2 separate regions of the Mus musculus genome follow, and region 1 is linked to region 2. Evidence: chromatin contacts called from public HiChIP or PLAC-seq data. All regions are on one chromosome and are shown on one strand. Each heading gives the region's core, a stretch centred on a gene start, on an enhancer-like site or on the middle of the called end of the contact. The rest is flanking DNA. Distances are from core to core; before and after follow the strand shown.

Region 1 (3,012 bases), core at 377-2,876, 54 kb before region 2:
GATTAAGAACTCACATTTGCTATGGGTTATTTTGAGACAAAATCTTGCTCTATGCCTTAGGTTTATCTTGAATTTGCCATCTTTCTGCCTCATACTCGCAAGTGCTGAGATTTCAAGCATGTACCACAAGGCTAGGCTTGGGACACTTCAGGATTACTAAGTTGCTTGCCACCAAGCCAAATACTTGCATTAAATGAGACGTACACAAGAGGGCCAGAGATCAGGCAATGGCTTGCTCAGTGACAAAAGGCACTAAGTGCCTGTTCATGACAGTCATGTGACTGCTGGCTACTGGCTTAAGAAAGGTAAAATAAACTCACCTTGAGAATTTACTGGGACCTTCACCATCTTCGTCATCGAAGTCCATTCTGGAAAGTCAAAGGCACAGGTAAGAACTAGTTATAACTCTCAGAGGACTCTAATTGGTTACATGAGCTGTGAACGCAGGGGAGTCTTCACCCCATCACATCGCTATGCAATGCTTCCAATTTTCACCCCATCACATCGCTGCTCAATGCTTCCGACCTTTGGCCATGCTAAACAGTATCCGCAGAGTCTCAAGAGAAAAAAATTACAAACAAAAGGTCTCCAGTACACTCACTATTAGTTCTCTGGTCAGAAATAGGAATACTCAAGTGTCAACTTGTCCCCCTTTGACGCTTCTCAGGTCACCAATGGATGACTCAGGCCATGTTGTGTGAAGGCATCAATGTTTCTTGTCTGCCATCATCCCTGGAGTATGTGGGTCCATCCACATCATGTATTCTATACCAGCACTTAATTTCTTACTTTTATGGTATATTGCTCAAGGGATTTGGAAGACAGTAAGTTCAAAGGGCGATGACATAATATCAGGGGACAGTGAAGCTGTCTGAGAATACTGCTTGTGACTTGGTGAGTCTCTACCAACCTCAGGGCAAAGGTCCTTCAAGAAAACCAGCCTGTTACACCCAGGATCAAACAGGCTGTTGAGGAGGAAATGGGCCTTTGATACCAAAATCACTGAAGCTGGTTGTCTGCTCGTTGAAGCTCACAGAATTACTCTTGAGATTCTTCTCTGCTGGGCCTCCCCTTGTTAATATCAATGTTTTGGTGAATTCTTACTGAACTAACACTCCAAATGATCCTTCTTAAAGGCCCAAGTGCTTCTGATGTCAGCACACACAGGTTGGAAGATGTTAGGGCAGAGGGGAACATAACCATGATCAAGTGCACCCAGAGTTTCTGCGGTAGGAAATGAGCAGTCAGCATGGCTCTTGAGTGTGGCATCCATCTGCAGACCCTATATCACCCTGCTTGTTTTTAGTAGGCCTGAAGGATTTGGTGAGATATAGTCTCATGATCCAAGCAGGAGAGAGGCTGGCTGCCTGACTGGAGGTCTGAGGAATTCCATGTTTTAGCAGTTTATTATGAGAATGGAGAATACCCAGTGAGATTCGGCTCAAACAATAAACAAGCAGAGAATGAAGTATGTGCCAGAAGACCACAGTTACAGAGGCCACACCTTCTGGTCCCTCATAGGGAGGGTGAACTTCATTTCCTAGTCTTTGAGGGATTGAATAAGTGACCCAGGAAATGCATGGGGCACCCAGGCCACCAGGAGGCAGTCATGTTACACATAAAGAGCATACTTGTCCACATACCTCAAGATGAGCCCCAGTGAGATGTGTGGCTAAGCAAGAACTCGAGGGACCTAGGAACTAGGATCAGATACGGCAAAATGAAGGGAATGAGGACAGCTTTTGCATGTCTTTGCTCTGGATTATATGCAGTGCAGCCTGAGTTGACATGTCCAGAATTCCCTGACGGGATCCCTCATCCACTTAGATCCTTGGTCCTCAAAACCCAACTGTCCTCACAACAAAAATGGCAGTTGTGATGAAAGAAATTCCTCTGTACAAAGAGGAACGGAGATGGACAGGATGAAGGGAAAAGACAGAAGACCACATGCATGTCACCCGCGAGATGACCATGTATCGCTCTCCACAGCATGGCTTTGGAAGTTCAGCCCTGGGCCAGAGCTGTCTACAGGACAAATGGAGCTGAATGTGGGAATTCTAAATAAAGAAAGCTCATTAATATCCTGTATAATTACTAAGCTATCATCTCACCTTCCTGGAAATTGCCTGTGGAAAATAACCACCAAAAATGTTTAACTGAGGTCAGTTGCATTTTTGCAGAGCCACACTGCCACCTAGTGCTTGTAAAGGGAAAGATCACCTTTTCTGCCTTCATAAACTACCTACGTTTTCAAAATTCCAAATGATTTGTGCCTGGATTCATCAAAACCGTAAATAGGTGTAATATACACAGTTATTTTTAAAATCCCATTCAGTTCAATTTGATATCACAGCTTCTGTAACATTGAGAGAGAGAGAGAGAGAGAGAGAGAGAGAGAGAGAGAGAGAGAGAGCAGAGCACGCTCGAGAAAGAGCAAGCTCTTCCACTCTTGCGTTTGCCTGTGGAGATAGAGGACATGTGAGAGATTAGGCTTTCTCCTTCTATCTGTGGATATGGTTATGTAACTTAGGTCATTAGGCATGGCAGCAAGTGCCCATACCACTGAGCCATCTCAAGGGCCTTTGATAGGATTATAATAAATAAGCAAACTCCTACAAAACATAACTGACTAGTTGGCCCTCAATCCAGGCCTAAAGATCAATGAGATGCTTGGAGTGACCAAGGGCAGGTCTTCTTGGACTCCAGGACTTTGGTGCTGAAACAGTCACAAGCAAGTCAGGATAGTTTGTCATCCTCATTTTGACAGAGTTTTCTTTACTCAATACCCTACAGAATAGATATAGGAAGAACTGAGTGGTGTAGTAAAGGGTTCCAGCCCTGCTAGGCAAGCTTCGGATCAGGCCAGCATCAGGTGAAAGAAAAGGGTGGTCTAGATCCTGAGTCTACTGGAGTTCATTGGAAACCTGGAGTCATGACTTGTATATGAAAAATTAAAGACCAAGAAACTATGGCTCCTACCTGAGAACGTGTGCAATCATACTGTGTAACATG
Region 2 (2,833 bases), core at 129-2,628:
TCTCGTCTTCCTATCTTCTGTATCACCTCACCACAGCTGACAAATCAACCTTACAGGAAAGCAGTGATCATGTGGCTCCTCCGTTCAGTACTACTTAAAACTCTCTTTTGATGTAGGAAGAGGAAGCCACAGTCCATGTCTTCCATGGCCCTTTGGACCTAGCCACATCCATGCAACTCAATGTCAGGTCCCTCTGTTTCCTCTCACACCTTACTCACTGGCTTCCAGTGTATGCTTAGAGCATGGCCATCATGACTTCATGACTTATGCCTGTAATGCCTCTCAGTCTGTGTGTCTGCGTTTTCAAACTGTATCTTCTACAAGTTCAGGCTAAAGTGTCCAGAGTCCCCTCAACCTTCCCCGACCAACATGGACAAAGGGGATCTTCCACTCATAACTTACTCTGAAGACATTCTTCTTTCATAAGCACTCTGGTAGTTCACTCCACCTGATCTGGGGCCACACCCAACACAAGACCTCTTCCACTGAGCTTTCCCGGGGTCTAAGCTATTTGACCGTCCCTGCCTCAATCTACAGGGACCTATGATTCTCCAGAACCAAAGCATACAACACAAAACCTAAAACTTGGGAGCGGGAAGGCAGTCACATGTCTATCCTCTCAGCCTTGCATGATAGACAGGGAACTTTGCCAATGACAATAGGGCTCCCCCGCCACATTTCAACAGGAGCCTAACACTCCCACTCATTCCTGAACTCCTTCCATTTTTTTTCTAATCTGACGGCATAAGTCCAAGGGTCACAGGCTGTACCTTCAGCGACATCAGACAATCGGAGAGGGATAGGGCTGCTGAAGGCCATTATTACCAGTTAGGCTTTTCCTGTCCAGAAAGGACTGGGACATATACACTGGCCAGGTGTAAACCCCGCCAAAGACCAGCGTGGGGGAGGCGGGGCCGATAGGCGAAAGAGTCCCAGGAGTTCTGCCCTGTTGAATCCCCGCTTCAAACTTTTCTCTCGCTCAGCGCGACACCTGGCATCCGCTGGCCCCTGTGGCTCTGGAGCCCGCGGGCGAGCATCTAGTTACACGCAGCAGCGGCGGGCGCCGTCAGGACCAGGTTGAGCACCATTCGAGAACGAGGATGCCACGGCCGGTGCTGATGCTGCCGGGCAGCGGCCACTCCCCACCCCGGGGCTGCGCGTCTCAGGCTCGGCCAGAGGCTGGGCCGCTACTCACCCGGAGGGTTGACGGCGGCCGGGGTTGCCATCTTGCCGGGAAGGGACCGGAGCGCCGGGCGGGGGCGGGGGCGGGGACGGGGACCCGGCGCGGGCCAGCGCCGCCGCGGCCGCGCCACACAAAGGAAGGTGCGGGCGGTGCTCCCCGCGCTCCCGCGCTCTCAGAGCGCCCCGCGCTCCTGCCCGCGCTGCTCCCCGCGCCCCGCGCGCTCCCCGTTCCTCTGCGCGCACCCGCGCTCCTCCTTTCCCGGGCCTCCTCCGGGTTCAGCCTTTGTGGTGCGGCTGGGGTGCCGGGCCCGCGGCTCCCGGGTCCGAGCCGTAGCACCGCGAGACTTGGGGCAGCGGGCAGCGGGCAGCGGGACCCTCCTCGGGTCCGCGCAGGTGCCCAGGTTAGAGGCCTCGGCGCACTCCCTATCCGCCCTAGTAGGGTCCCCAGGTATCAGGGACACATCGCCGAGAGGCGCTGTCCCCTCGCGGAGGAGCGGGTGAGCAAAGGACCCATTTGGATGCAGAGGACAACCGGCCTAAGAAACAAAGGCGTCCCAGTGCAACCACTTAGCATGCCAGGGCCGCGCCACTGAGCTCCCGGGCACCCTGGCTAGGGCTGCAGAAGAGGGCCTAAGGGGAGGCACCCAGAAATGCCCAAGGCCACCGTCCCTCCAAGGCACTGGCACACAGCTCCAGCACAGAGTTTGGCTCAGGAATGGAGAGAAGCCAGGGAGGTTTTGAGGACAGTGTCTAGCTCTGCCTTCTTGAGGACATGGCCACTGTCAGCATTTATTAGAGTCCTCTCGAGGGCCTTATTCACACCTCCATACTGAGGTTTTAAGAAGATTTCTAATGGTTTCATCTGCGTATGCTGGTAAAATAAGAGCACGGGATACTTGAAGAGTGGTTTTTCCAGGCAGCCACTGGGATTCCTGGAGGTGATATTCCACAGTAGATGCCCTGATTAGGTGAGATTGGAAGGCTGGTCACACCCCAGGCCAGAATTAAAGGCACTGTGCCTTCTAACACTGATAACATCTGCAAAAAATACCACACTATTTCCAAAGAAGCATGCATGAAATAGGATAGGGAAATGATGATTGGAGTATGTTTTTAAACCATCATTGTCTTTGGAAAAGCGTTTGTCTCTACTGCCCTAATAATAAATCAATTGGACAAACACTGAAAATTCTGAATTCCCGGCACAGACCTGGGTGTTGAGCATACAGGATTGACCTCCTTCAGGGCTGCAGGGCTTCCTGGATAGGAGAGAGCTGGAAGGAAGGACACAAGAGACCACCTGAGTTGGGGCAGCCGCTCTTTGAAGCTTAAACAGAGCCCCTGAAATGTGGTCACTGCTGAGCAAAAGGGACAGAAAGAAGATGACATTGAAAGTCACCTTTGAAGAAATGACTAGAATACAGGGAAGACATTTCAAAGGAAAAAATACACACTGTGCATTTACTTAAGGGGCAGGGGTGGCGGGTGGGTGGGGAGGGGAGGCCCAGACAGAAATGAGGAGAGATGTAGGTTGGAATTTGAAACTCAGCAGGTGTCTAAGTAGAAGGGTCCTGATGTCCAGCCACAAACCAAGTGAGACTCGGTCTCTCTTCTATAGTCCCCCAAATACAACACTCTCAAGCATCCATTA

What was found. HiChIP or PLAC-seq counts read pairs in DNA pulled down with a chosen protein or histone mark.
Region 1: a CTCF HiChIP or PLAC-seq map of the NIH/3T3 cell line shows a contact between it and region 2, with 14 read pairs. The contact joins the enhancer-like site here to the promoter of Arnt2 in region 2. A contact is called at or near these places in 1 of 39 promoter capture datasets (macrophages), 2 of 15 datasets of contacts at CTCF or cohesin (CD8 T cells and the NIH/3T3 cell line), 73 of 484 Hi-C or Micro-C datasets (CD4 T cells, CD8 T cells, the CH12 cell line and 38 more), 15 of 115 datasets of contacts at active chromatin or transcription factors (CD8 T cells, the NIH/3T3 cell line, astrocytes and 9 more) and 1 of 9 other capture datasets (adipose tissue).

What each region holds. Positions count from the first base shown.
Region 1 is chr7:84,354,200-84,357,211 of GRCm38.p6, forward strand. It overlaps Arnt2 (aryl hydrocarbon receptor nuclear translocator 2), which reads right to left. Exons shown (of 19, transcript NM_007488.3): 3 at 321-368. Among named protein-coding and RNA genes, the nearest start is that of Gm30873, 19 kb to the left of the region's middle. Within about 2 kb of position 1,627, at least 26 of the 459 cell types and tissues checked have an H3K27ac peak or open chromatin away from gene starts, as enhancers often do. A contact at or near this core is called in CD8 T cells, the NIH/3T3 cell line, astrocytes and 4 more, where this site is marked.
Region 2 is chr7:84,408,660-84,411,492 of GRCm38.p6, forward strand. It overlaps Arnt2 (aryl hydrocarbon receptor nuclear translocator 2), which reads right to left and starts at 1,379. Exons shown (of 19, transcript NM_007488.3): 1 at 1,196-1,379. The coding sequence starts at 1,226.